7 separate regions of the Mus musculus genome follow, and regions 1, 2, 3, 4, 5 and 7 are each linked to region 6. The links are chromatin contacts, called in public ChIA-PET, HiChIP or PLAC-seq, capture Hi-C and promoter capture Hi-C maps. All regions are on one chromosome and are shown on one strand. Each heading gives the region's core, a stretch centred on a gene start, on an enhancer-like site or on the middle of the called end of the contact. The rest is flanking DNA. Distances are from core to core; before and after follow the strand shown. Region 1 overlaps Rptor (regulatory associated protein of MTOR, complex 1). Region 2 overlaps Slc38a10 (solute carrier family 38, member 10). Region 3 overlaps Rptor (regulatory associated protein of MTOR, complex 1). Region 4 holds the start of Slc38a10 (solute carrier family 38, member 10). Region 5 holds the start of Aatk (apoptosis-associated tyrosine kinase). Region 6 holds the start of Chmp6 (charged multivesicular body protein 6). Region 7 overlaps Rptor (regulatory associated protein of MTOR, complex 1).

Evidence for each region. ChIA-PET counts read pairs in DNA pulled down with a chosen protein or histone mark. HiChIP or PLAC-seq counts read pairs in DNA pulled down with a chosen protein or histone mark. Capture Hi-C pulls out chosen DNA fragments and counts their contacts.
Region 1: an HNF4G HiChIP or PLAC-seq map of pancreatic cancer cells shows a contact between it and region 6. The contact joins the enhancer-like site here to the promoter of Chmp6 in region 6. A contact is called at or near these places in 4 of 484 Hi-C or Micro-C datasets (ECoMG-derived neutrophils, the N1E-115 cell line, colorectal tumor organoids and 1 more) and 3 of 115 datasets of contacts at active chromatin or transcription factors (bone marrow-derived macrophages, embryonic stem cells and pancreatic cancer cells).
Region 2: a FOXA1 HiChIP or PLAC-seq map of pancreatic cancer cells shows a contact between it and region 6. The contact joins the enhancer-like site here to the promoter of Chmp6 in region 6. A contact is called at or near these places in 3 of 39 promoter capture datasets (the SN4741 cell line, embryonic stem cells and hippocampal neurons), 1 of 15 datasets of contacts at CTCF or cohesin (embryonic stem cells), 2 of 115 datasets of contacts at active chromatin or transcription factors (pancreatic cancer cells and pro-B cells) and 2 of 9 other capture datasets (embryonic stem cells and liver).
Region 3: a contact with region 6 is called in an H3K4me3 HiChIP or PLAC-seq map of bone marrow-derived macrophages, with 2.4 times the contacts expected there. The contact joins the enhancer-like site here to the promoter of Chmp6 in region 6. A contact is called at or near these places in 1 of 39 promoter capture datasets (the SN4741 cell line), 6 of 484 Hi-C or Micro-C datasets (ECoMG-derived neutrophils, the N1E-115 cell line, bone marrow-derived macrophages and 3 more), 4 of 115 datasets of contacts at active chromatin or transcription factors (bone marrow-derived macrophages, embryonic stem cells, microglia and 1 more) and 2 of 9 other capture datasets (adipose tissue and pancreatic islet).
Region 4: a contact with region 6 is called in a capture Hi-C map of embryonic stem cells, with 2.1 times the contacts expected there. The contact joins the promoter of Slc38a10 here to the promoter of Chmp6 in region 6. A contact is called at or near these places in 2 of 39 promoter capture datasets (the SN4741 cell line and hippocampal neurons), 3 of 115 datasets of contacts at active chromatin or transcription factors (bone marrow-derived macrophages, effector CD8 T cells and pancreatic cancer cells) and 1 of 9 other capture datasets (embryonic stem cells).
Region 5: a promoter capture Hi-C map of pancreatic islet shows a contact between it and region 6. The contact joins the promoter of Aatk here to the promoter of Chmp6 in region 6. A contact is called at or near these places in 6 of 39 promoter capture datasets (the 3T3-L1 cell line, embryonic stem cells, hippocampal neurons and 2 more), 4 of 115 datasets of contacts at active chromatin or transcription factors (bone marrow-derived macrophages, lineage negative bone marrow cells, microglia and 1 more) and 3 of 9 other capture datasets (adipose tissue, liver and pancreatic islet).
Region 7: a contact with region 6 is called in an RNA polymerase II ChIA-PET map of effector CD8 T cells, with 18 read pairs. The contact joins the enhancer-like site here to the promoter of Chmp6 in region 6. A contact is called at or near these places in 2 of 39 promoter capture datasets (the SN4741 cell line and embryonic stem cells), 3 of 484 Hi-C or Micro-C datasets (cerebral cortex, embryonic stem cells and stem cell-derived neural progenitor cells), 5 of 115 datasets of contacts at active chromatin or transcription factors (the 230-238 cell line, bone marrow-derived macrophages, effector CD8 T cells and 2 more) and 1 of 9 other capture datasets (liver).

Annotation. Positions count from the first base shown.
Region 1 is chr11:119,705,793-119,709,912 of GRCm38.p6, forward strand. All of the region lies in intron 3 of Rptor (regulatory associated protein of MTOR, complex 1), which reads left to right. Among named protein-coding and RNA genes, the nearest start is that of Rptor, 100 kb to the left of the region's middle. Within about 2 kb of position 1,654, at least 9 of the 459 cell types and tissues checked have an H3K27ac peak or open chromatin away from gene starts, as enhancers often do. A contact at or near this core is called in pancreatic cancer cells, where this site is marked.
Region 2 is chr11:120,120,473-120,124,369 of GRCm38.p6, forward strand. The region is part of intron 10 of Slc38a10 (solute carrier family 38, member 10); the gene reads right to left. Among named protein-coding and RNA genes, the nearest start is that of Ndufaf8, 23 kb to the left of the region's middle. Within about 2 kb of position 1,784, at least 20 of the 459 cell types and tissues checked have an H3K27ac peak or open chromatin away from gene starts, as enhancers often do. A contact at or near this core is called in pancreatic cancer cells, where this site is marked.
Region 3 is chr11:119,726,028-119,730,041 of GRCm38.p6, forward strand. All of the region lies in intron 4 of Rptor (regulatory associated protein of MTOR, complex 1), which reads left to right. Among named protein-coding and RNA genes, the nearest start is that of Rptoros, 110 kb to the right of the region's middle. Within about 2 kb of position 2,109, at least 10 of the 459 cell types and tissues checked have an H3K27ac peak or open chromatin away from gene starts, as enhancers often do. A contact at or near this core is called in bone marrow-derived macrophages and microglia, where this site is marked.
Region 4 is chr11:120,149,094-120,152,737 of GRCm38.p6, forward strand. Slc38a10 (solute carrier family 38, member 10) reads right to left here and starts at 2,258. Exons shown (of 17, transcript NM_024249.5): 1 at 1,887-2,258. The coding sequence starts at 1,985. It overlaps Gm11769 (a long non-coding RNA gene), which reads left to right and starts at 1,314. Exons shown (of 3, transcript XR_389232.4): 1 at 1,314-1,621; 2 at 1,745-2,305; 3 at 2,686-3,628.
Region 5 is chr11:120,044,997-120,048,963 of GRCm38.p6, forward strand. It overlaps Aatk (apoptosis-associated tyrosine kinase), which reads right to left and starts at 2,149. Exons shown (of 14, transcript NM_001198785.1): 1 at 1,873-2,149. The coding sequence starts at 1,954.
Region 6 is chr11:119,911,958-119,915,706 of GRCm38.p6, forward strand. Chmp6 (charged multivesicular body protein 6) reads left to right here and starts at 1,853. Exons shown (of 8, transcript NM_001085498.2): 1 at 1,853-1,980; 2 at 3,456-3,565; 3 at 3,675-3,749. The coding sequence starts at 1,918. It overlaps Gm39485 (a long non-coding RNA gene), which reads right to left and starts at 1,855. Exons shown (of 3, transcript XR_003949830.1): 1 at 1,419-1,855.
Region 7 is chr11:119,674,999-119,678,643 of GRCm38.p6, forward strand. The region is part of intron 3 of Rptor (regulatory associated protein of MTOR, complex 1); the gene reads left to right. Among named protein-coding and RNA genes, the nearest start is that of Rptor, 74 kb to the left of the region's middle. Within about 2 kb of position 2,008, at least 132 of the 459 cell types and tissues checked have an H3K27ac peak or open chromatin away from gene starts, as enhancers often do. A contact at or near this core is called in the SN4741 cell line, bone marrow-derived macrophages, effector CD8 T cells and 1 more, where this site is marked.

The DNA.
Region 1 (4,120 bases), core at 404-2,903, 210 kb before region 6:
ATAATGTTTAAGGCCATAGATGACCTTATGAGTCAGAAAATATTCTTCTGTCCTCTGACAGCTGCAGCTGGGCAGGAACACATGCACTTTTATGTCCCCGTTGGCAACATTATTCTAAGAGAAGCTAGATGCACCACCACCCTGCCCCGGAGTCTGTGATAAGTGATTTATGTACTCACAAGACAGTGCAATCCTGAATGGAGAGTGCTCTGCTCTGGAGCAGTAGCCAATATGCCATCTTGTCTACCAAGCCACTGGAACATCCCAGGGTGAACAGAGGAGGCCTACTCTTTCTAGAGCAATGGAGGAGATGATGTGCTGTTCTAAGCCCTAGAGTTGCCCTTCATTGGTCAGGAGCTGCTGGTTTCCAGGATCCCACCTGCCTTTCAGGTATTGGTGTTTTCCATGTTTGCTGTGCAGAGAAATCAAAGATGCCTCTTTGCCGCTGGCTGATTTCCCGAATACACTTGACACTTTCTTCTAGTGTTTGGAGATGATTGTTAAGCACCCCAATTGCTACTGGGGTAATAAATGTGGGTTTTGGGGGGGGGATATGATAATCCTTCACATTATTGGCATGTCTGTGTCTTAGGTTTCTATTACTGTGATAAAACCTTGCCCAAAAAGCAACCTTGGGAGGAAAGGTTTATTTCATCTTATAACTCTCATCACTAGGAATGCCAGGCTAGATATTCAAGGCAGGAAGATGAGAGAGGGGCAGGAACTAAAGCAGAAGCTGTGGAGGCATGCTGCCTACTGGCTTGCTCATCATGGCTTGCTCAGCCTGCTTTCTTAGACAGTTCAGGACCACGTTCCCAGTGTGGCACCACTCACGGTCTGGGCTTCCTATATCAGTCATTAATTGAGAAAATGATAGACCCAGGCCTGTCTGGTTGGGGCATTTCTCATTTGAGGTTCTGTCTTTTTAAACTATTCTCTACCTTGTGTCAATAAAGCCTGCACAGCCTGCTTTTGATAAATAAAAGTTCTGTAAAGATTTTTTACCTATCTGGGCTCTTCCTTAAAATCTCTGATCATCCTTTGGGAAGTGCTTCATGTGAGCACATTTAGTCTGGCCATGTGTTGTCCCCATTACTCAGGCACAGAAGCAGAGAAATGGCTTAAATGTCTGCACATTTGCCTGTTTGTGTCTGTAGCTTTGTGTGTGTGTGTATTTGTAAACTTACTCTCATGGGCACTTTCCCTGTGTCCTCAGCTTTCTGTCACCCACCTGTTTCCCATCTTCTCATCTGGCTCAATTTGGAGCCCGTTCCATGTGTCATGCTGCTCCATTCATTTCTAAAGAGAACAGATTCTTTAAGCGTGCAGTCTATGTGCGTAGGTCACAGATGAGGGCATCATTGATCGAATTATCTACCCTGCTGATCCATAGGCATGCTCTATTACTCACTTCCTTTCTGAAGCTCATTCCCTGTTCTGTCTGTTTTCGTTTTTCCCCCTTAAATGAACTGATTAAAGAAATGAGTTTCTCTGCATCCTGTGGAATTTAATGTTTCTGTGGTTTGTTGACTCCTACCCCAGTAGCAAACCACACTGGCATTTGTCCTTGGAATTCCTCTGTATGGCAGGTGAACCTAGAGGCTTATAAAGATTCTGGTGCTCAGGGGTGCTTCAGAAGTGGTTCTGCAAGCTTCTTTTTATGTGTACAGAACTCTTGGTTTTCTTCTGCCTGGCTCCACTCGCTGGGCTTATGGGAGAATGGTGCAACAGTGCCCCTGGCATCCCTTCTTGCTGGTTAACTGGGTTGTTTATCCACACTTCCTCTCCACTTATTGGATAGCTTGAAGTCACTACATTTAGAAAGACCAGAGTTGATATACTGTCCTTTATATGCCTGTTTTAAAGTAGTAGGTTTCTCATAGGTAACCAGTAAAGGATGTGGGCATGTGTGTGGCCAAGCTCTTCGGTGCATTCTGCATTGGTAATCATTGATATTCACTGTATTTTGGCAATGGCAAATGGAACTATTCCTGCTGGCTCCTGGGTCTTTGATGCAGGCCCAGGAGTGTGTGATTGCCTCTATTCTTTGAGGTTTGACAAGTCAGGGTATTCTGTGTTCGTTCCATGCATCCTCCACCCCAAGTCCTATCTCTGAGGAGTCCCTGGTTTTTGTTTTTGTTTTGTTTTGTTTTTTTTTGCTTGTTTATTTATTCCTGGGATGGCATATTTAGAGAGGTTAAATCCTAGCCACAGGAGTGCACATCGGCCACACCCAGCCCTTTTCCGCTGTGAGCACTTGCTGACTCAGGTGTAAGGCTCCAGGGTTTCTCTTTGATCCTGTGGTGATGGGTGATGGTGCTGCTCCTTTTCTTCATCGCCCTTGTCTTCCTCCTCTTCCTCTTTTCCTCTTCTTCTTCTTCCTCCTCCTCCTCCTCCTCCTCTTTGAGTTCAGGTGGCTCATGGTGGGACGTTTCAGCTTCCATTTAACCCTGCACTATACTCAACAGTGGTCTTTGAGAGTTGTCTTTGGGTGTCTGCTTTTCCTCTGATGACAGGCTTAGGTGTGGGCACTTTACCCTATGTCATGGTCCCTGGGAAGAATTCTGTCTGTCTTTTCAATAGCCACCTGGGTGTGTAATCAAATCCATTTGTTTGATTTTGCTTACAATTTAAAAATTATTTAGGGGCTGGAGAGGCTGCTCAGTGGTTAAGTTTACCTGCTGCTCTTGCTGCAGAGGACCTGAGTTTGGTTCCCAGCACCCACATGGCAGCTCACAACCATCTAACCCCAGTTACAGGAGACCTGATGCGATCTTCTGACCTCTGTGGGTGCCAGACGTGTACCAAAAAATTATGCATAATTATTTTTAAATTAAAATTTCCTTTTTCTTTTTGTTTTAACGTTATGTACATGAACATCTGAGTGTATTTCAGTGCCTACAGAGGTCACAAGAGTGCTTCAGATCCCCTGGAACTGGACTTGGGGTGGAGGATGAATGGAATGAGCACAGAATACCCTGACTTGTCAAACCTCACAGTTAACTCAGAACCAAACGTAGGTCCTCTGCAAGAGCAGCCAGTGATGTACTACTTAGCCATCTCTCCAGCTCCTTCTTATGTCTTCTAAGGTCTTATAAAACAAAATTAGTTTTGCTTTGTAATTATGTAAAACTTAATTCCTGATTCGAAGTTAAATGCAGTGAAGGATGTGAGGGCAATCTGGCTGCTAGTCCTGTTTCCTCAGCACCCTTGCCCCCTTGGGCAGCACTTAAGTGTTTCATTAATGGGTGGTATACACACGCAAGACTGGGTTTTCTTCTTTCTTGTATGAATGGTGGACGTTATGCACATGATTTTCTTCCTAATGTTTCTCATACTATATCAGATTAGAACACAAGGTCCCCATTAGAGTTAAAGCTCTGTTCTTTTCTCAAACTCAGAGCTATTTTATGTTGGGCCATTGATTTGTCATGGAGGTGAGCATGCTTCTACATTTTGTGAGAATTAATTGCAGGATGGCTTTACCTTTCAGCTGGCAATTGTGACAACCAAGCAAGCATGCCACAGATGCTACCGAAACCAAAGGGGAAGTGCTCCAGCTAAGAACAGTGCTTCCTTTGTGGGGCCTCGTAAGCAGGACTGGGGAAGTGAAGAGAATCCTTTATTTTAGGAGTGGAGTAGCCTGATCTATACGTCAGAGTTTCTATTTTGGGCTCTTACCTCTTTTTCAAATCAAGGAAGGAGGAACTGTTGAATAATGCATGAGAGAAAGAGACAGTTTTACAAACCTCATGTGAAGCTGCTCTCAGGCAGCTCCATGGTGGAGCCCTTCTCACGCTCTTCTGCATCATTGTTGCTGTTGCTCACCTCCTGTATGTCCCTACAAGGCTCCTGAAACAGAGACCTTCAGTGTGGCCCCACACATGGATGTTCCTGTTCTTTCTTGTGGTAGAAATCCAGGCTGTTCTGGGTGTCAGTTGGAGGGCAGTGTAGACATTTGGCTAGGGCTAGTGCAGTACTCCAAAGCATGTCCGAGACTGTGCGGCTGAACTGGTGAACTCAAGCCCCAGCATGGGTCCCGAGATGCTGAGAGCAGAGTGCTGCTGGCAAGACAGGGGCTGTCTAGAATTATCTCTGCTCCTCAGTAGCCCATTATGCC
Region 2 (3,897 bases), core at 534-3,033, 210 kb after region 6:
CCTCAAGGAGCTCCACAGTGGCCCCCCGAAGAGCCCTAACTCCTAACACTGTAGAGCCCTAGGACTGGGCAGAGAACACACCTTTCTGTCCTGGACAAAACGGTCCATACACGAGTTCTAGAGACAGAACATATACCCAAGGCCAGGCTCAGTAGAGCACCTTGATTCTGATACCAACAGTACCAACGGTGCCGTGTGGGTAAGCGGGTCCCCCTGCCTCAGGCACCTCACTCTAGCAGACTACAAGACAGGCACTGACCTGCTGAGAGCTCATTGCTATGTGCGCAGGTGTGTGCCACTCACACTTGCCCAAGATCAGCTGATTCCAAAGTGGGGCCAGCAGAGCCTTTTTTCCTGGAAGAATCCACTACTCTTGCAAGCGTCCCTGGGACTGCAGTGCCCCCTGCTGGTTTCATAGCAGGAGATCCTCAAACAGCAACCCACAAGGCCAGCCAGCCTCACTAAGGGTTAGAGACAGAAAGCAACTGCTGGGTGAAGCTAGGTTTTTGTTGCCGTTCACTGGGCCACTGTCATGCTTTCTCATCACCCTTCCTTCACGCACCCTCGCATCCTCGCACTAGCTGCCCACCAGCCTTTTCTGGCTCTTTGTGAGGCCCCCGAGCAGAGAGCAAACACCGCACTGAGCCAAACGTTCAATTGACCGGAGGAGCTGGCTCAGCTTGTCCCTTCCTTCTGCAGGAGCAGCTGGGACAGGGCCTGGTTCCTGCCTCTCAGACCTGGCCACACTTCCAGAGAATGTTTTTCACAGTATGGAAGCTACCACGTGCCCCAGTCAGCCCAAATGACCACCTGGCTGAGGACAGCAGCACAGAGGACTCACGGCAGAACTGCAGTATCTTCCTACCTCAGTCAGAGAGGAGTTCAAACATTCACGAGCCTCGGGAAGGAAAGGTTAGACCAGGTCATGGCTCAATTGGTAGACACCTGGTGCGCTACACGTGAAGCCTTAGGTCAGATCTCTAGCACTACCTGACACCTGAGAGACAGAGGCAGGCCCAGCTGAAGCTCAAGGACATCTTTGGCTATGTGGAAGGTTTGAGGCCAGCCTGGGCTACACAAGACCCTGTCTCAAAGGCCAGGCAAGCAAATGCAGCAGGTGCCATGGCGTTGTGGTGGTGAGAGAACAGAGGGGAGAGACCAGCAGCAGACTGTAGGCCAACTAAGTGAGCAACCAGGCATCTACTCTGTGAGCCACCATGTGGGTGCTGAGAACCCGACTCAGGTTCTCGGGAAGATAAGGAAATACTCTTACACGTTGAGTTAAATCCCCAGCCCAAGAAAATCTTTCTTCCTTTAAATTTTACATTTATAAATGTTATGTGTATGAGGGCTTTGCCTTCACAAGTGTGCACCACATGCCTGCCTCACGCCCCCTGAGGTCAGAGGTTATAGATGGCTATGAACTACCATGCAGAAGCAGGTCTCCTTCAAAAGCCACTGATTCTCTTAACTGCTGGGCCAACTCTCCAGCCCCAAGAAAGTCTCTCTAACTAGAATCCCCTCCCATCCTACCCTCCCCCACACAGCCGAGGTTAAACAGTAGGATCTGACAAACTAGTAAGCTCATATGCCACCCAACAGGCAATGAGTTAACCTCACTGCCAAGCTGCCACATCAAGTCCTGCGGAAAGCTGGTATTGCACGTTTTCCCCATATACCTACAGCACTAGGTGAGAACACTGAGGTCACCCGGCTGGCGACACGGGCAACAACTCCAGGGAGCAAGGTAAGCACTCAGGGAAAGGCCACAGTCTAGACTCCAGAGTGACTCACCAGGCTGGGCACTGAGAACTGGAGCATAGGCTCCAGCGGCCACAGCCTGAGGGAGAGCACAAAAGCCCATGCAAGCATGATGCCGGCGTGTGCCGCTTTCCTCAAGTACGAGCCAGGGGAGAGCAGAGCACAGAGGGAGCACAGCAGCTGCCAAGATGAGAGTGATGATGCCAAGATGAAAGGCAGCGAGAATCGGCAACATGAGATCCGAGGACCAAGGGCACACTGAACCCAAGTTTATCCCAGCTAGCTACAGCCTCTGCCCATGACCTCACAAGGCACACCGGAGGTGGGGGTGGGGGTGGGGTCACACCGCTCAGAACCTCTGTCGTTTCCTAAACATGACTGAAAAGTACTAAGCATGCCAGGAGACAGGACTAAACCACAGAACACTAAGGAGCAAAAATGGAACATCAGTCAGAACTGAGGGCAGCTGCTCCTAGATTTACAATGGGGTTATACCTTGATAAACCCAACGTAACTTGAAACTACCTAAAGTTGGAAACAATGGCCTCAGTCTCCTCTCTGTTGCTGTGATGAACACCCTGACAGCAGCACCTAGGGGAGGAGGGGTTTACTTTGGCTCATAGTTTCAGGGTACAGCTCCCCATAACAAGAAAGGCACGGGAGCAAGAGCCGTCGGCAGCTGCTCAGCTGTATCCTGGGCAGGAAGGAGAGGGAGACCCTTGCTCAGCTCACTTCTAGGGTCCATGATGCCCCAACCAGAGATGGTCCTGGCTCACTACTAGAATGAGTATCTCATTTGATTGGGAATGAAGATAACCCCTCACAATCTAGCCCACCATCTAGTGCCTGGAGGCTTGTCTCTCAGGTGATCAGAGGTGCTGTCAAGCAGAAGATTAGCACTAACCAACATGCCATCTCTCGTCTTTTCTTTTTCTTCTAAGACAGAGTTTCTCTGTGTAACCCTGGCTGTCCTGGAATTTACTCTGAAGACCAGGCTGGCCTCGAACTCAGAGATCTAGTAGCCCCTGCCTCCTGAGCTCTGAAATTAAGGACGTGCCCATCACCACCCCAGCTGCCATCCCTAGTGTCAAGTGTCACTGACTTCTGAGAGTGGGCTAGAAGGGAGTTACAGCTTGTCATTGCCGCCCAGTGCCACAAGAGCTTCCACAGCACTGACTTGAGAAGGTCGAATGTCCATGTACGGCATCTACTGAGTGAACTTCACACCACTGTAAAGTCAAAGAGCTGTGTAGGCCTGGGGTCGTGAGAAACCGTCCATAACAGAAGCAATAATGATGCTGAGGGCTGTGAGGCAGCTCAGTTCATAAAATGCTTGCTGTATAAACACGACTATCTGAGTTTACACACACACACACACACACACACACCCTGCACGCACACACACACTCCAACCCCAACCCCATGTCAATAAGTAATAGCCTGGGGTGGATGGAACTGCCTTTAATCCCAGCAATCAGGAGGCAGAGGCTGCCTGGCCTACATAGTGAGTTACAAGACAGTCAAGGTTACATGGTGAAATTCTGTTTCATAAAAAAAAACCAAAAAAACAAAAAAACAAAAAAAACAACAAAAAAACAAAGCCAAGCAGTGGTGGCACACATCTTTAATCTCAGCACTTGGGAGGCAGAGACAGGTGAATCTCTGCGTTCAAGGCCAACCTGGACTACCTCTAGACCTGGGCTACACAGGAAAACCCTGTCTTAAAAACATAAAAGACAAATGGAAAGTTTAGCCTAAGTCAGTGGGTGTACCAGTCAAGAACTTGACTCTGCAGGTAGCAGGTAGAGTGCCACACCCCTTACACATGACCCGCACACCAGAGTATTAGCAGGAGAAAGAACAGAGACGTTCGTTTATCGCTCTTCTTGTTGCTGTAACAAAGCACCAGACAAAAGCAGCTTCAGCTCAGAAAAGACACGGCAGTGGCGGGGACGTGGGGTGGTGCGGGAGCGTGGGGTGGCTGGTCACACTGCATGAGTGGTCAGCAAGTAGAGATGAACCCTGGTGCTCTGCCACTCATTCCTCTCTGGTTGGCCCGGACCTCAGGCCCTGGGACGGTAGTTAGAGTGGCTCCTCCCATATCACTCAAGCCCAGGCAGCCACGTCCAGAGGGTT
Region 3 (4,014 bases), core at 859-3,358, 190 kb before region 6:
CACAGAGGGGCCTAGCAGTTGGTTTTAGGATCTTTCCCCAGAGGTGTAGTGAACAGAACCCTGAAGCTAAAGGACTCCCTGCTCCTAGTTAGTTCCCTCTGCAGGAATACTAATACAGTGCTCTGCCTTCTGTATATGGTCTAGGTGCCACCTGTAATGTCCTCTTTTCATTTCTATTCATAGATTGCATTTATATTATATATTCTAAGTATTATGTGTGGGTGGGTTACACACATGCCACAGCATTAAAGCATTAATGCGAGGCCAGAGAACAGCTTTTGGGAGTCAGTCTCTCTCTCTATCATGTGGGTACTTAGAACTGAACTCACGTCACCAGGCAGCCTGCTAAGCTATCTTGCTATCTGTTAAGAAAGAGGTAGAATTTAAAGGAATATGGTGTCATGGACCACCAGGAACTCACCGTCCCTTTCAGGAAAGGAAGCTGTGGAGCCATGTGTGCCCTCTTCAGTCTCACGCCTTCTCACTCTATCTTTTTACATACTGACATGAGGGCACAGAGGAATCCAAGCTTCTTACTCTCTGCCTATCTCATCTCATCTCATCTCATCAGGCAGAATCATTTCAGGAAGAAAGGGTTTATTTTAGCTTGCACATACACATATACACACACACACACAAACTTTTGTGAGTATGTATGTAAGTAAGTATGTATGCTTAAATGGTCTTATGTTACATACATGTAGAAGTTAGTATGTGGCTATTGCCCGAGCTTTTGTTCCGCCGGCAAGAACACGCTCAGGACAACCGGAATCTTCTTCAGCAAAAGCTTTATTGCTTACTTCTTCAGGAGCAAGAGGGAGAATGGCAAAACCCGTCCCTTTTAAGGAGAATTATCCTCCGCCTAGGACGTGTCGCTCCCTGATTGGCTGCAGCCCATTGGCCGAGTTGTCGTCACGGGGAAGGCAGAGCACATGGAGTGGAGAACTACCCTGGCACATGCGCAGATTATTTGTTTACTACTTAGGACATAGGATGTCAGCGCCATCTTGTAGTGGCGAATGTGAGGGCGGCTCCCCACATGTGGCGTCTTCTTCAGTCATCTTCCCTCTTATTTTTTGAGCCAGGGTCTTTTCTGAATCCAGAGATCTCTGTTAAATCTCTGCTATATTACCCGGCCAGCAAGCCTTCCAATCCTCAGTATCTCCTCACAGTGCTGGGATTAGAGACACACACCACTACATCCGGTTTTTACGTGGGTGTCAGGAACTTGAGCATAGCTATACATGTTTGTGCAATGTAGAGCTCCTGGCAGGGAGACATGGCAACAGGTGACTTTATGGTGGCTGATGCAGCCGTTTGTTACGTAGTGCCACCTAGAAGCAGAAGCTAGGACCAGAAGTGGCACCGAGCTCTAATCCTCAAGCCTACCCCAGTGACCATAAGTCACTCAAATAGTCCCTATGTCTACAGCTTTTTAAATCATCTCTACTGGTAGTGGACCACATGAGCTGCTGAGGGACGTTTCAAAATCAAACCATAACGCCGTTTCCAGTGGTTTTAAGTTGATGTGTTGCGACCATCCTGTGGGTGAAGGTACAGGTCTTGGTTCTTCCTCTTGGTAGATCAGGACTCCCTCAGGTGCAGACACTGGTGTGGACTTTGGTGGATTAGGATTGAGTGCAGACGCAGGGTCCTAGTGTTTCTTCTCGGTTGGCTGGGACTTCCCTGCATAGACTTCTCTGTATGCTTTTGTTTGTTTCCACTCTATTGGCCGTACTTAGAAAAAGTCCATTTGTTCCATCGTAGATTTCTCTGGAACCTGTTGAGTCTGAGTCCTGGTGATTGACAGCTGGCCACACAGCTGTTCTTGGGTTGTCTCCTGTTGATCCTGATGGAATTCTTTATATTCTAGACAGAAACTCTTCATCATCCTGTGAACTGTGGCTGTCTTTTCTAAATTTATGACTTGCTTTCTATTCTGTTTGCAGTGTCCTTTAAAGGACAGGAGTTTTTATGCTGAACAGGTCACACTCAGTGTTCTCTCTAGGGGCAACTGCACCTGACCTAGCCAACCATAGTTAGGCCTGTGATGGACCCTTTTCATATATAGCGTGAGATGGAATCTGCTTTTGTGTTTATAGCTCACTGTAAATTATTTATTTATTTTATATGTGTATAAAAGACACTAAAACCCAGTACTTAATTTATAAGCTGTAACACTGAATCGAGCAGGTTCCTACTATATTCAAACCATTTGCCCCTTGTCACCTGCTGTTTGAGGCCCACCTGGGCTGCTTTTCCATTAGCCTGTCCTCAGGGTCCACTTTTCCTGGCCATAGGCTCGTGATTCATCCAGCCTCATGGTAACTTCCTCTTCTTTCTGTCTTCTCCCTGCTACTCCGGCATCTCTCCTGAGTCACCTCACTCAATCCTCAAGTCCCGCCTTCCTTTCTCTACTGCCCAATCACATGCTCTAGCCTTTTATTAACTAATCAACTTTAAAATGGGAGCAAGGTTTACACACGAAGACCGTTGTCTATGAAAATGTACTCTGGACTGCAACTAGATCTTGGGTTGAGAATTTAGGGTTTGTATGCATAGCTCACTGCTACCTCCCCATCGATGCCAGCTTTGGCATGAGTCATCTCTGTCCTGGGCCAATCAGCAGTCTTGGTTTTCAGTGTCTTAGTTTGAGGAGACATAGGTACCCTTTGTTCTTCTTATTTGATGTTTCGGTTAATCTTGGCTTTTTGCTCTAATAAGAAAATACTAAGCCAGGCATGGAGGCGCACGCCTTTAATCCCAGCATTTAGGAGGCAGAGGCAGGTGGATTTCTGAGTTTGAGGCCAGCCTGGTCTACAAAGTGAGTTCCAGGACAGCCAGGGCTACACAGAGAAACCCTGTCTCGAAAAAAAAACAAAAACAAAAACAAAAACCAAAAAAAAAAAGAAAAGAAAAATTACTGAATACAGTCATCTGTTTCCGTAAGACTTTGGGGCTGGATGGCCCAGCAGTTAGAGCACTTGCTGTGCTTCCAGAGGACCTGGTTCAGTTCCCAGTGTCTATATTGTGGTTCATAATCACCTGTAGCATTAGCATCAGGGTTTAGCATCAGCACCTACATACATGTGACATACATACATTCTGTCTCTGTCTCTGTCTGTCTCTCTCCCTCTCCCCCTCCCTGCCCCCTCACACACACACACAAATAAGTAAATAAACAGGTAAGAATAAAAGTAGTTCTTAAGAAGAAAAGGCGTACTTGTTGGAATATGCTGTGTCTTTGGCTACAGGTGATCAGGCAGATCCTAGAAGATCATTACAGATGATCTTTTAGACTGTGATCATTTAAAATGCCTGTCAGGATATGATAGCTTTCTTGATAAAAGTGTAAGTTTCTTAATTTTCTTACTTGAGTATTCGGGAAGGACGTTCTCCAGACTCTTGTGGATTCTAATAGTTCCTCAGGGTGTAAAGTTGCTTCTCATTTGCAGACGAGCATTTTCGTTTCTTCTTTTCTCGCTTGTGCCTTGTATGTGTTGTTCTTGTTTTCCACTGCTGGCCTTTAAGAGAAGGAAACAGTAACTGGGCCCCCTTGTCTCTTTTGTGGCTTCCTGAGGAATACTCAGTCCTGTGGAGTCTGCAGGAGGCTTTTTGTGAGGAGGGGGAGGATGGAAACAATTATTTATCAAATTAAGAACTGTTCCTGCTTTATATCAGAGAATCATGATGAGGTACTGGCCTTCTAAAGCCTTTGTTTCGTTGTGTGTTAGATCTGTTACTGCTTGTTTTTGTTTGTATGTTAAAATTATGAGTAGATGTTGACTTTTCTAAAGTCCTTGGTTTGATGTATTTCTGTTAAGATGGTAGAATCCCTATTCTCCCTTAACTTATAAGGGACGGCATGATATCCTGTGACTCTGTATTAAATGCCACACACCTGTTCTTGAGATGGCTTATTTATCTCTGTGTATCGTCTGTTTCACACATGGTTTAATTCAGCTGGCTGGCTGGTTTTGTTTGTTTGTTTGTTTGTTTGTTTGTTTGTTTTAA
Region 4 (3,644 bases), core at 1,008-3,507, 240 kb after region 6:
GTAAACAAACAAAGCTTAACAAACTCTCACCAGAATGGTCCTGCCAAACACTGCAGAGGACATGATGCACTTGTGCATCTAACACCTGTGCTGGCAGGCACACACACACACACACACACACACACACACACACACACACACCCAGGGCAGGATCTGTGTGTGCCCCCAGAGAAACACAGGTCTATCCAGAACATAGCATTATCAACCACAAGTTGACTCCCACACACCATGACCCCACCTCCTCCAAGTCAAACCAAGCCACATCCAACCTCTGGCACAGTCGAGCAACAGGTAGTCGTCTTCTGGTGGGTGGGAACAACTAACTGGTAAGTGTGCCAGCATTATGGAATTCCTCAAGTGTACAGTAAGGTACATATGTTCCTTTACCTCATGAAAATTCATCAAGTGTGCATTTAAAATATATGCAGTTTTCCACACACTAAATACAATAAAATGTTTCTCCTTTTTAATTGCCGGAATCACTAAACAAACTAGCTCTAAACCCAAAGGTTTGTTTTTTTTTTGGTTTTTTTTTTTAGCTCCCCCTAAACACTAAGACATTCCCCACTCTGCTGGACTCATGGCTTTGCCCCAAGGCTCCGGAGGAGATAACAATCTAGTGATAGGAACTGACAGGTTTTAGGCACAGTTTGACTGTTTCTGGTCTCTCTTGCACTGGGTTCCAAGCTCTCCCCAAGCAGATCTTCACTGGGCTCATCATCTCCGTTTGCTCTGGTAGAGGCCTAGCACCTGTGCACAGCCAGGCTCCACAAGAGACTGCTCAACCACCTGAGCCCAAACAGCTAATTTCCCAGTCAGCTATGACAGACCCCAGTAAAGGGTCAGTCACACTTCACAGACAGGCAGCAAGGATGACAGAGTTCACTTGGAGATTCGAAACCAGCCAACACTCAAGTCCCAGGATGCAATTCTGCTGACAGACAGTTTCCATGGACACTGGGACACGTAGGCACTCCAAAGACACCCAAAACCATCCCCCAACAACTCAACACTGGGGTTCACAACACAGATGTCACCCCAGAGGATCTAGCTCTGTCCTCCTGTCTACATCTATTAACCATATCAAATACCCTACCCGGGAACCCTAGATACAGTCTCAATCAGGATAGGTTGTTGAGGATCAAAAACTCATTGATTAAAAAAACTTGTTTTCTATTTTTAGCCTGGGATGTGAACGACAAAACACACGAAGTAGTTGTTAGTCTACTATTAAATTATCAACAACCCATTTTCACTTCCAAATGTCTATCCCGGATTAATCTTCCACCTCATCTCCTGGGAGTCATCAGATAGGAGGAGTGGTCTCTGCCTTGATAACCCACTGTTTCAATAGAACAGGACAGCAGCCCGCGTGGCATGGATGAGCGACGGGGAACCCCGCCACTCCCTTTGTTAAGAGAGTCATTACCCAATTTGACGTTTCCATCTGCTTCCGCAACTCACTGGCAGACACAACAAAGCCACGTAGAAATGACCATCTTTTCATGTGGCATTCAACACAGAAATAACACCAAACTTTTTTGTATGCCGGCTTTTCCAACTGCGGTGACACATGATACAGATCAGACCAAACGAATGCTTTAAATCGCCTTGAGTAAAGGTGAGTAGCCGAAGCCGAGGACCGGCATGCTTCCGTGCCATGCAGTCGGTCAGAGTCAAAAACAGGACCAACAAAACCACTATCAATCCGCTAACGTATCCTTCTCTGTGCCTTTCCGTACAGTGTGAGCAACCGCTGAGCGCGCAGATCCGGACCGCGACTCGCTTCGGGGACGTTGCTTGGGTCTCTTCCCGACCCGCGGTGCTCACACCCCCTTCCCACCAAACGAGCACTTCAACCTGATGCCCCCGCGCCCTCGACTCACCTGCTTGAAGCAGAAAGGCATGGTGAGCACGCTGACGCCCACGATGCTGTTCACCACGTTCGTGATCAGCCCCCACTTGGAGGTGGAGGCGGCCGTCATTTTGAGGGTCTAGGGACCAGGACAGAGCGACCCTAGATAACCCTAAACCTGAAGCAGGGGGGGCCGCGGACAGGCGTCGCGAGGTCAGCCTCCAGACCCTGCCAGGCTCCGCAGCAGCCTCATAGCCATGGTTCCAGGTTCCCGCCTCCGCCTCCCCAGAGTGAAGCGGGAACCCGGAAGCGCCGCAGGCAACGCTAGCAACACCTCAGCTCCGCTTCGCTGCCTCCGGCACCCAAACTTCCGCCTTCGGAGCCTACTCTACCAGGAAGTGACGGTATCAAAGGGCGGGATGAGGCGGGACGCCAGCCAACTAGAAGTAGGTGTGTATGCCCGAGGAGGCGTGGTTTGGGTGGGCCCAGAGGCGGAGCTAGGCGTAACTCTGGCCAATAAGAAGTATGTGGGGGGAGGGACGGCGGGACGTGGGGCGGGGTCTGAATCAGGGCGGGGCTACAATCTGGGTTAGGGGTTCCAGGCTTAGACTAGTGACTGTGGCCGCTGGTAGAAGAGTCATTTGCTGGGTACAACCTCTAGTGGAACAACAGGAGAGAAAGAGAAGGACTACCTTTCAGGTGAGGAGTGGGCTCTTGAGGGTTAATTTTCAGGTCCTTGCGCACAGGAAGGATTTTGGGTCACAATTGGAGGACCTGTCTAGACTGAATGCCAACTTATTGGGACAAAATTAGCACTTAACGTTTTACAGATAAAAATCATCGGGACACCGGGAGGTTCAGAGACTCAGCAAAGTCACAACAGCCTGGAGGAGGGAGCATGGAGATGTGTCTGTTTGATACGCTAAGTGGGTGAAAATGGTCTACTGCCCTAATATGAAAGAAAACCAGAGGAAAGGTAAAAAGGAGAGACTAGGGAAATCTAGGATTTCAAGAGATGGTGGCTTCTGTACTGGAAGGACTAATGAGAATTCTTCCTGGAGTAATGGACATTAAAGAGACTAGAGAAAAGAGAACGCTCCAACACCTAAGTGGATTACTGGCACCTGGCAGTGTTCTTTATGGTGGTGTCTGTGGTGAATGAAGGCCTAGGGACCTGAGGTCCAAGAAAGACCCCACAATGATTCCAGGAGGCCAGAGCTGTGCATGCAAGGAGGAACTTCAAGCTGCCTAAAGAGGCTCTCCTAGAAAACAATTTGAGGCCCATGCAAGATCTCAGACAAGGGACAAATTCTTCCAGCATCAGGCAGAGCAGCTTCTAGAGATGAGAGAGAGAGAGAGAGAGAGAGAGAGAGAGAGAGAGAGAGAGAGAGAGAGAGAAAGGAAAAGCTAGAAAGAGCAATTGGTGGCATGAGCCATTAATCCCAGCGTTCAGGAGGCAGAGACAAGCAGCTCTCTTGAGTTTGAGGACAGCCTGGTCTACATAAGTGAGTTCCAGGACAGCCATGGCTACGTGGAGAAACCCTGTCTCGAACAAAAAAAAAAAAAAAGGAGTAATTGAATACAAAGCCAGAATAGGGTTGGAGAGATGGCTCAGTGGTTAAGAGCACTGACTGCTCTTCCAGAAGTCCTGAGTTCAGTTCCCAGCAACCACATCATAATGGGATCCAATGCCCTCTTCTGGTGTGTCTGAAGACAGCAACTGTGTACTCATATACATTAAATAAATAAATCTTTAAAAAGAAAAAACCAAAATACTAAGTGTCTGTAT
Region 5 (3,967 bases), core at 899-3,398, 130 kb after region 6:
CACACCTCCTCACCCCAACAAATAGTCCATCAGGCATCTCCTCCAACCCAGACCTAGCCATAGGCATCACCATCCCATTTTACAGATTGGGAAACAGAGGCAAAGCAAAGACAGACACGGGAACTCTGGTGGTGGTGGTGAGATAGTAGGCTTTAAGCATAGATTTAGTGGGAAGACAGTGAACCCCATATTTCCTCTGCAGCACCCACAGGGCCAGGGTTTGTCACCCCACTGAGGTCCCCAACTTCATCACCATCATCCACACCCATGGGTGGACTATCAGGACAGGAGGGATACAATATCCACAGGCATACAGCTCTCAAGAGAAGTCCTCTTGCTTACAACACTTTTCCCCCTTAGATCATTAAAGCAGCACACTGTAATTACACTGATCTACTGCGCAAAAAAACGCAAGAGCTGCAGAACCCTGCTGTTTCTCTGATGTGGGGGAAGGGCACCCCTGTCCTGGATACCCTGGAGGAGCAAAGGGTGATAGGCCACCAGGGCAGGTCTGGGCCCAGCAGAGGCAGGTGGGAGGGCACATAGATTCCTCCCTACTGTGGTCAGCCTAGGCCCCACCCCAACCCCAACAGCTCCAAGGCCACCTGTCTGCAGTCAGGAGTAGCCGCCCACTGGAAGGACCAAGGGCCGGGTGAGGCTTGCCATGGGAGACATCCTGAGACTGGTGATGCTGCCCTTGGATATCTGTCCCTAAAGGTAGTCTGGGCCTTGGGTGGTTTCTCAATACCACCTCTACTCCCGCCCTGGGTTTAAGGGGTCACTGACACAACCCCTAGGTTCTGTGCCTTTGGTTGCCTGGTGAAATGGTGACCTCCAAGCCCCTTGGCTCACCCAGGAAGTCATTTCTGAGCAAAGGACACTTATAGCCCTATACCAGATAGACAGCTCCATCGGCTCCCCTCCCTGGGAGCAAATGCCTTCAGATCCAGCCCTGCCCAGGGGACTCTGTGCATCACTGCACATTCTGGCCCCACTCCAGGAGGGAGACCCAGGAGAGTCATCGTATGTGAGCCGGGCTTTGTTTGGGCTGTGCAGCCAAAGCCAAAGCTCCAGGGACTTGTGGGTGGGACTCCAGGCTCCTCCTGGGCACAGGTTCATTCCCCTCCCTCCCAGGCTAAGCAAACAGAATCAGGATTAGAAACAGCTGCCCTGGCCCCCTCTGCCCACCACAGCTGTCCACCGTGGCCAGGCAGTTGTGGTAAACACATTACCCTGGTGTCCACTAGCCAGGTGGAGCAAGATGCCCGACCCCAGGTCCTGTGCAGTTAGTCAGCACCACCTCTCTAGAATGGGACCTCAGGTGGGCTCATGCTAGGGTCTTCGTCGGTCCCCACACCCACCACAGGCTGCCGAGGGAGATGGGCACGCTGCCTTGCCAGGGATTTGCAGAAAACAGCACCAGGGTTAGGAAGGAGCCTTCCACCAGAACATGGATGAGCAAGCTTCCACAGCGGGCCTGGGCTCCTGCCCTGCCTCACAGAACACCCCTCACCTCCCCAGGGCCCTGAGTCCTGGCAACCTCTCTCCGGGACACCTGGGGCCAACACAGGCCCTCTTGTCCCAGTTACCTGTGCCAGGGAGGCATCCAAAGAGGCAGGGGCTGATGCTGCCAGCCAGCGCTGAAGGGGCCGGCTGTACAGGGTCTGGCCCCAAGGCCTGCCCACCTCCGGAGACCTGTAGTGGGTCCTCGCCGGTCCCTGTTCTTCTGCGGGGACTCAGGGCGGAGAAAGGGTTAATTTCCAGGCAAAATGGGAAACCGTGGCTCCAGCAGCATCATGTCGGCGGTAGGGAGACAGGTGGGGGGGCAGTCGCAGCCGCAAGGCCGCCTCCGAGGGCGCCGCGCGGACTCACCCGGGTCGAAGTGGGAGCTGAAGGCAAAGCTGGGGTTGAAGAAGGACGACGACATGGCCAGGGCCAGCAGCGCGATGAGCATCCCCAGGGCGGGCGCTGCGCTTAAGCTCAGAACGCCGGCGGCCTGGGCCGGCGTTCCGGCATCATCGTCCAGCGGCCTCCGCAGGTGCGGAGCGCACGGCCCCCCGCTCCTAGCGCCCCCAGCCACCGCCGCAGCGCGGGCACCAGTGGGGGCGGCGACAGACTAGGCGCCTCCGCCCGCCGCCGCGGCGCCGCGGGGCTCTGGCTGGTGCAGTCCGAAAACACGCGGGAGCGCGCGCGAGGTGGGGGGGGGGGAGCAGGGGGGGATGGAGATGGGGGCTGGGGGTTACTTTCTGGGACAAAGCAGGGGAGGGGCACGCAGTTCGTGGGACAATGAGGGAAGGAGAGGGGTCACGGAGGTGGGGGGGCTATGAAATAAGGGGGGATGAAGACAGGGGCGCAGAGGCTGGGCAGCGCGAAGGCTGGGGACACGGAGAGGGGACAGAGGCAGGGGAGGTTCACGTAGGTCGTGGGACACTAAGAGATGGGGAGGGGGCACGGAAGCTGGGACTACGGTGGGGGGGGGGCAAATGAAGTCTGAGGGCACGGAGGGGAGGTAGGAGTGCACAGATGATACGGAGGGGGCCGAAGCCTGGGAGGCATGGAGACTGGGGGAAAGGTAGGGGACCTAGGCAGAAGGAGGGGTACAGGCTGTGGGACACTAAAGGATGCAGGCTGGGGAGAGGGCACAGAGGCTGATGCTATGGGAGCTGAGGAGCACCGAGCGGAGACACAGCAGAGAAGGGACACGCAGGTCTTGGCATACGAAGGGTGTGGGCTGAGGGAAAGGGTATGCAGGCCTCGGCTACTGGAAAGGAGACTGGACGGGACAGGGAGGAGGGACACGGAGTGTTGAGATGGAGACAGTGGGGTCATCGAGGCTTTGGGGCTCCAAAGAAGTCTGCTACTAAGTGGGTGGGGGTTTTGGAAGAAGGAGCCGATGGTTGCGAGTGACGAAGGCCAGGGGCATCCAGGCAGGTTAGAGGAGAGTACGGAGGTCGAAGGTCCGGGGAGGCTGAGATGAGGATGAGGGGTCAAGCCCTAGATGGGAGAGCGACTGAGACTGGAAGCTGATTTGAGACTGTGGGCATCTCAAGAGGTCACTGACTTCGTGGTGGTTGTCACGGAGGCCAAGGGTCACAGGTGAGGTTACAGACCGGAGTGTCCATGGAGGTGCAGAGCTGGGGTCCTGCTGAGTAGCGGATGGTGGAAGGAAATACTAGGTGGGGGATCCAGGAACTCATGGTTACAGGGTTACTCGCAGGTTTGGGGGTGGCTTGTCAGGACACGCTTACACCGGTTGGGGTGCTGTTTTTGCACTGACCGCCTGCAGCTGTGCCACGATGCGACAAACGGCTGGCCCCATCTGGCCCCATCAGCGCAGAACAGCCGGGGCGCTTGGAGCAGGCGGCGGCGCCGGGCACCGACGCCGTGCCCCGCGCCCCTCCTCCTCCCGCCGCAGCGCCATCTTGCAGCGTTGCTAAGAAGCTGCAGGCCTGGCGGCATGTAGGCGAGGCACGAAGAGGGGTTGTCACCTGCATGCAGCTCTGGGGTCCTGGACAACCAGCTATACTACTATTCATTCATTCTTGGCCTAGTTACAGAGCCCTTTGGGGTCCGAAGTTGGGAGAGCAAAGGGATTTTGCTAGTCGGAGGGGCCCTGTTGGCAGGAGGGCCCCAAGACTGGGGGAGAGGGAGTGTCTGGGTAGAGGGTCAGCAGTGACTAGAATAGAGTGGTCAGAGTCAGCAGGGTCCGAGGTATCAGAGCTGCCCTGATTTTTCTGACATGGTCCTTGTGAAGTTTGGGGGTAGCCATCTCTGTTCATGTTGTCAGCAGAGTGACCCAAAACTGCTCACCTGGAGGGCACATGGGCTTTTGGGTTGGTCTTGAGCTCATGGCTGACTAGGTGTTCTCTTGGAACCCTATGGAAAGGGTGATCAAGAGAGGCCTGACCCAAAGAAGAACAACTTCTTCCCATGTCAGGCAAGGGCAGCAATCACCTCTAGGTAGGAG
Region 6 (3,749 bases), core at 603-3,102:
AAGGGAGGCAAAGGGAAGCAGATCTCTGGGAGTTCAAGGCCAGCTTGGTCTACAGAGTGAGTTCTAGGACAGCCAGGGCTACAGAGAGAGGAAAATATCTTTAAAATAAGTAAGTAAATTTTAAAACCATATTTATTCTTAGCTTGTAGGCTGTATAAAAAGGAGAGGGGAGATCAAACCGGTTTGACTCACGGGCCATAGTTGCCAAATCCTGGCTTACAGACGGAAAGAATTCAGACATTTCCAGCTCTGTATTGGCAGAGAACTAGGAAGAATGTGTGGAAGCGCTTCCAGAGTGTTATGGTAGAAACAGAACCCTCCCTGGGCAATAAATACTCCTAGCTAAATGGTTGCAGCCAGCAAGGCACTGGGTACTGTGGGCTGTTGCTTGACAGACTGGGCCTCAGTTAGTGACTCTGGGATGTCAGGGCATCCTAGCACGGAGTAGACAAGAGTGGACAGAGAAAGTGGGTGATTTCAAGGCCATCTTGGTCTGCATAGCAAGTCCCAAACCAGCCAGAGATACCCTGGACCTGCACAAGACCTCTGTCCCACACCCCTGAACATGCCCTTGGTTAGGGCATGAGAACCACACAGGTCGGAAGCTCCAGCCTTCTAGTAAGTTCTGCCCCAGTACTGCCCTTTATAGTCATGTTGACCACAGGGACAGGGTACCATTACTGCGATTTTATGGGGCCAGTTGGCCCACAGAGCATTGGAGACTAAGATATGACAGCTAACCATCAAAGTCAGTGGCTGAGCCCGATTAGGGCAGCTGACTGTACAGAGAACCCTGGGATAAAGGGTTCCTGGCTAGTTAGAAGGCCCCTTGGAATCAAATCAAAACAAAAAAACCAACCTCTAGAAACTGCTTCTAAGTGACAGAAGGAGCTAGAACCCTAGGTCTGGTAGCCAGAGCCTGCCCCAAGTCCTTACCATGGACTTTACTCTCAGCCTCTCGTGCTGTTCTTAAAACCAAGTCAAGACTGGGAGCCTCTTATGCCTAAGGAGTCACAAGAGCCACTGCTGCGACACCGGAAAGCCCCCTCCATGCCTTCTGCCCTTGTTTACTGAAGGAGTTGGGGGTGGGGGAAGGGAAAATGCAGGCAGTTCAGGAATCAGAAGAAGCTGCCTGCCGAGGGATAGCCACTGGCTTTACTGGATTCATAATGTGTTGAGCCTGAGGCTAAGACTGAGCCCTTCGTTCAGAAAGGTGTAAATGAACAAGAATGCTTAGTAATTGGCCCAGCTGCTTGTACTGTCTGCCTCCCGAAGGGATATTACCCGGATGATTGCCGTGGGGAAGGAGAACTCCCCTCCTAGCAAAGGCATTGAATTCAGGACAGTGGCGCCCTTTTTGGGGCTGTTAGGGTGTAGAGCCCCACTCATGAGTGTCTTGTCCCCGCCCCCTGACTCACCAAGGGCCTACAGAGGGCAGGTGTGATCAGAGAATCCCTGGGGTTAGTGTGTCAGTCCCAGCAACCGGGCTGACTCAACGGTAGCCTAAGGACTGTCCACAGTGAGGAAACTAGGGGACGAAGGTGACAGCGCCGAATGGCAGGTGAACGCTGGTGCACACTTCTCAGCAAGCACTTGTAGGTCCAAAACACTGGGTGTGTGTATGTTCTGCGCCAGCGGGGAGGGGGGCGTCGGCTGGGCGGTTTTGAAAGTCAGGAAGCCTGATTTAGGCTCACTCCTGTGAGGTGCTCTGAATTAATCACAGTCCCATCTGATTAGCTGAAAGGCCGAGGGAGGGCGTTCGCATCGCCTAGTAAGTCCAGCGGTGCGCTGCGCTAGGGACGAAGCTGCTTCGCGTTCTGAGGCGCGTGGCTCCGCGCGGCCGCCGTAGGTCGGGCGGAGTACGGTGGCCGCAGAGCGGCGGCTGCGACGGGTTCGGCCGGCCGGCGCGGGGCCGCCATGGGCAACCTGTTCGGCCGCAAGAAGCAGAGCCGAGTCACCGAACAGGACAGGGCCATCCTGGTGAGGGGCCTACGGCGGGCAGGGGGCCGGGCCCCGTGGGGGAAACTGAGGCGGGAAGCGGAGCGGGCCGCGCTTCCGGTGCCATGGCGCGCCCAGCTGCAGACTCCTGGACCAGCCCCGGCTCGGCCCGGAAAGACCGGGATTGTGTCTCGGGGCTGAGCGCCGATCCGTGAGAGAAGGTGCCAGGAAGGAAGCCTGTGGCCTTGGCCTTGGAATCCCAAGCCATAAGTTATTGAAAGTTCCTAGAAAAAGCCCCCAGATAAAGATCCCGTGGGCGTGGCTTTCACTAAAAGTCTCAGCGTGATTCTTACTGGGAAAGGGTGCTCGTCCCCCATCTCTGCAGCCTCTGTGTGAGCTGGAAGCCCCCGAGACACTCGTGTCTCAGGACACCGCCCTCCATCTCTAAGTAAAACTGTCACAGAGGTGGGTCCTGCGGACAGGACACACCTTGTCTGCTCCTCTGTGGAATTCGGAGGCTCAGGACACCACTGTCAAGCACACATCTGAACAGTCCCAGAGCGCCAGGCACCAGGAAGGAAAGTGCCTAGCTCCAGGTGCTGCTGCTGCCACTGCCTGACCTGCTCAGATTGCTTGGTCTCCAGAGGCACAGTCTGGCCATCCTGCAGCTCCATTTGGTGCCCCTGTCTCCCCAGGCAAGATGCCTGATGCTTTGTAAACAGCTGGCAGAAATAACCACCCGAGAAGAGCATGGGTAGCCTAACTCAAGGTCTCCAAACCTAAAGGGTGGAAATAGTGAGCACTCTCTGTCATGCAGTTGATGCCCACCGTGGGGCAGACCCTGTAGAGGACACTGGGTGAAGGTGGGAGACCCAGAACCACACCCAGGCCCATGCTCAAACACACACACACACACAAAACACGCTAGCAGAGCTCCCCAGCTAGCCTGTTCTCCTAGGTAACCTACAGTCTATGGTGAATGGTTTCTCACTAACTAAACCTTAAAGGTGCCCATGGCCTTCACTTGAAATAGTCTGCCTCAGGGTTTCATTCTGTGTGTGACATGTGCCCAGGGCCTGTACCTGTTCATCATGGCTCCGCCTGAAGGGTCGGCATTTGGACACAGAACAGAAATGGGCTGAACAGGAGGACTGAGCGCACTTGGCTAGTGGCTGGGGAGGGGGAGGCAGAAGATGTCAACTTCAGACCCTTTGTTACATTTGAGCCTCCCAGGGCCTGGTGGCCACAGCAGTGACCCACAGAGTTCAGGCTGATCACAGCCTCATCCTCCTGTGACTGAAGAGGATGAAAGTCTCCTCCTCGGCACAGTGGGCCTTGGCTTGGGGCAGGCCAGTTGCAACTGCATTGTAAGGCTGGGGATGTTTCTGGATGTTGCTCCATATCTTTGGGTGGCAGAGGCCACTGCTGGGCAGGGTTACCTGGCCCTTCCTGACCATGCTGGTGAGCGCCTGGCAGAAGGACCCGCTGACCAGCCTGCACTCTTGCTCTCTCCCCAGCAACTGAAGCAGCAGAGGGACAAACTGAGGCAGTACCAGAAGAGGGTCACGCAGCAGCTGGAGAGGGAGCGGGCCCTGGCCAGGCAGCTGCTGCGGGATGGCAGGAAAGAGTAAGGGGCACTTCCTTCCCCGGGCTAGCATGGTGTGTGTGTGTGTGGGGGGGGTGCTTCCCTGGGGCTGAGCCAGGGCCAACTCTGACACCGTGGCTTTCCCCTGCAGACGAGCCAAGCTGCTGCTCAAGAAGAAGAGGTACCGGGAGCAACTGCTCGATAGGACAGAAAACCAGATCAGCAG
Region 7 (3,645 bases), core at 758-3,257, 240 kb before region 6:
TCTCCACAGCAGAAGGAGCAGAGACCTGACTGCACCCTAAGGAGCCAGGGTGCCTGGCATGCTGCCCATTGCATTGCTTGTGCCCAGCTGCCACATTTTCTCATTTTCTAGCTGTGATTATTCAAAATCAGATACTTTGATAAAGGTGAATTTGGTTCAGTAAAGAATTTAGAGAAGCCATTGTGATTTTATTTCCAGAGGCTGCCAGACTCTGTATTAGGCCGTATTTCCTTGCCTGGCTGATTGATAGTTTATCGGTTTGCACTGGTGGAATGTCTGTTCCTAGTTACATTTAAGACTTTCCTTATTACCTTTAGGTAATAGACTTTAGCTTTGCAGGAGAGCAAAGGGAAAATGCCAGCCGTGGTTTCTGTTGAAAATTCACCAGTAAAGCCCTCTTATGTCATGATGAGCCTCAAGAGGAAGTCTTATGGGAGCTGAGAGCAAAGGCTTTTGGGCTTTTAGGAGTTTGCCTGACAGATTGAGGTGCTGGCAGTTTAGCACAAGATGCAAGTTTAGGAGCTGAGGTAGCTGACATGGAGCACTCGCCAGGTCTCCTTTACCTAAAGCATGGAGTGGGAGGCACTCTGCTGGGGTAGGTCCCAGCTCTCCTGTGGCTCCCAGGTAGGTTCTGTGGGAGTCATTACCGTTTACTGTGGGAGGTAAGGAGGGTTGGTGCACCTGTAACAGTTGGCAGGGAGCTGAGGTGACCACTGAACGGGCCTGTTTGCCAGGCAAGGGGACAGGCTTTTCGCTGTGAGTGCACATAACTGTAGGAGCTCTTTCTCATCTTGGCCAGCAGGAATGAATGGCAAAGGCTCTGTGCAGTCACCGTGGCGTTTCAGGGAGCTGAGTGGTCAGTAGGAGCCACACACTCCTGTTTCCCGAGGCTGCAGTCAGCAGGTCTTAAATCTTAGCTCCTCTGCAGTGCATTCTTGTATCTGTCACAGTGGATTTGTAGTCAACGAATGAAACATGTTTTTATAGATCTTCTCAACAAGCAGTGGACTTGGGAAGTGGGGTCTCTCTCCAGCAAAGCAAGGCTCCTGGGCACACTCCTCCTCTGAAGAGCAGCCATCTTAGCTTTGTGATCGGGTTGTACACTTGGACTGCACACATGCCTTGTTAGCTGCTTTCTAGGAAGTAGAGCTGACGTGGCCAGGGACAGACACATTTCTTTCTGTTGGGTTTACAGGCTTGTCCTGTGGGGTTTAGGCACAGGTGTTTGCAGAGCCTAGTGTTTATGTGCACGTCCGTACTTCTGGGTTGCAGGGGCTGGACCTATGTGCCTCCTCCCTTAAGCAGGCTAGCTGCAGGTTGTTGGGAAGCCTGAGGGGTCAAGCATGGAGTACTGCTCCAGCTCTCTCTCTCCTTCCCTGCTGCCTACACCCTCAGAGCCCTCGAGAGGGGCTTGGGGTCCTACTAGCCTCTTCTCTGGACTGCTCCTGGTTCCTGTGTCAGAAGGCTCTACATGCTTGCTCTGCTCTAAGGGAGGAGCGGGGTGGGACGGATGGTGCTAGTGCTCCTCCTCACCCCACCCTAGTGTTCTCTATGGGATTTACAGTGGGATGTGCTGCACACCAGTACTGGTGCAAGTCAGTGTGCTCTGCCTTACTCGGGAGCGCGTCAGAGTTGCATGTGGACAACCTGAAAAGAAGCGAGTGGAGCTCAGGGGTGGAGTGGGGGTGCTCAGAGATCACTGTGGAGTAGCCTGCCTTGAACTAGTAGTGGTGGCTCTCAGCTTGGGACAATCACATTTTGATAGAACAGTACTGCCCATCTGGACACAGCACTATCATGGCATCGATGTCACTCCTTTGTAGGCTGCCCCTATGTCATGACTGTGCTATCCTCCTGACTTCCTCTGCTGGCAGCCTTCTCTTTCCTCCAAAATAGCTGGATTCTCTGTGGAGCCAGAGCTTGGGCATGATCCACCTGTCTGTGTTTCTGTGACAAACTGCAAGTGAGGGCTCCTAGCCACGGGCAGAATTGTAGCTGAATGACTCATACTGACATGATTCAAACTCTTGTGTGATGCGCTTTGCCCCTGATCTCATTAAATTTGTAAGATGGTGTAGATGTGTCTTGTGGCAGTCTTGGGGTTAACCATTGTGTTGTGATAGTCTCCCTTAGCTGCTTCCTGCCCAGATGTTAGCAACTGTCCCCAAGACAAACATTTTGCATGTTTTTCTGCTCTGGCCATAATCTTGTACCAGCCTGTTTCCCCTCCTCTTTCCTCTCTTCTTGCCTGACAGCCTTTCCATGCAGCATGTTCAGGGACAATTCCGATGGATGCTCTTCAGCCGAAAGGCTTATTAGTCAGCCCTGCCCACGCACTTCCTGTCTTGCCCTGTCCCCAAAGGCCACGGTGTTACAACAGCCCTCTGGATGTGGAACTTAGATCTAAAACCAGTTCCAAACTTGCAAACCTAAGCTGCCATTTTAGCTAATGAGAGCACAAAGGAGTCGCCATCTCTTGACTACCCATTCTTTTGAAAGCTTACACATACTTTAGAGAAAGGTAGGTTGTGGAGATGCGTCTGCTTTCACCTGCAGGATGTATCATGCTGTGTGACTAGAGTGCTGTGGGACTCCAGCTTTCTTGAAAGTGGCGTTATTTGCAGTCCCTGTGTCAAAGGCTCGCTCTCAGAGGCAGTGGGAAGGGTGAGTGGTGCACAGAGTAGGTTCCAGCCGTCCACCACTGCTCCTCCTCTCCCTCCCTTGCTGTGCTGCATCAGGCTCTGAGGATTGCCCTCGGCCTTGCTGTCTCTGCCTTGGTGAGAGGGCAGGTAGCTTAGCGGCTGTGGAGAGACTCTTGGCTTTGGTCTGGCCAGATTTAACAGTGACATTCTTTAGCCCTTTACCCTGACTTCAAGTGCTACTGCTTCATTCTTCTCAGACTGAAAATGGAAGTTGAAGCTGGGGTGGGCATGGTGGTGTAGACCTTTTATCCCAGTACTTGGGAGGCAAAGGCAAGGGGCATCTCTTGAGTTGGAACCTAGCCTGGTCTACAGAGTGGGCTGAGGACAGCCAGGGCTGCACAGAGAAACCCTGTTTGGGAACAAACAAACAGACAAACGGTAAGTGGAGGGCTGATGGGAATAATATTGAGCAGGTCAGCCCCAGCACCCAGAGGGTCCTTGATGCCCAGCCTTCTTCCTGAGTGGTCCCCAAGCCACACTAGGACACACACGCTGCCACTCTGAAACTTTCTACCCCAGAGAGTTCCTTCATACCTACCCTCCTCATCCTGCTTGCTGTCTCCCTGTCTCTAGTATTGTCTGAAGAGCAAGCACCTCTCCACCTCTGCTGCTCATCTTGTAAAGAGGGCTCAGTCCTTTCCTCATAGCCTCCCAAGGATCTCTCTCACCACTCTGCCCTCCCGATGAGGTCAGCGTTTCTGTTTGACAGATTTTGACAAAGAAACCATGCTTGCTGAAGACTGAATCTATAACTCACCCAGCCTCTGGCACCTATGCCTTTATTACTTGGGTGGGCTTTGGAACCTGCGGCTGTGCTTGAGAATGCCTGGTCACATGGTGCTGGTACAGGTGTCATGGTATAACTGGAGCTGCTGACAGTCAGGAAGCAGAAGGCAGGGAAGGCTGAGTTTGAGAGTGCCAAAGGGAGTCCCCATATGCTCAC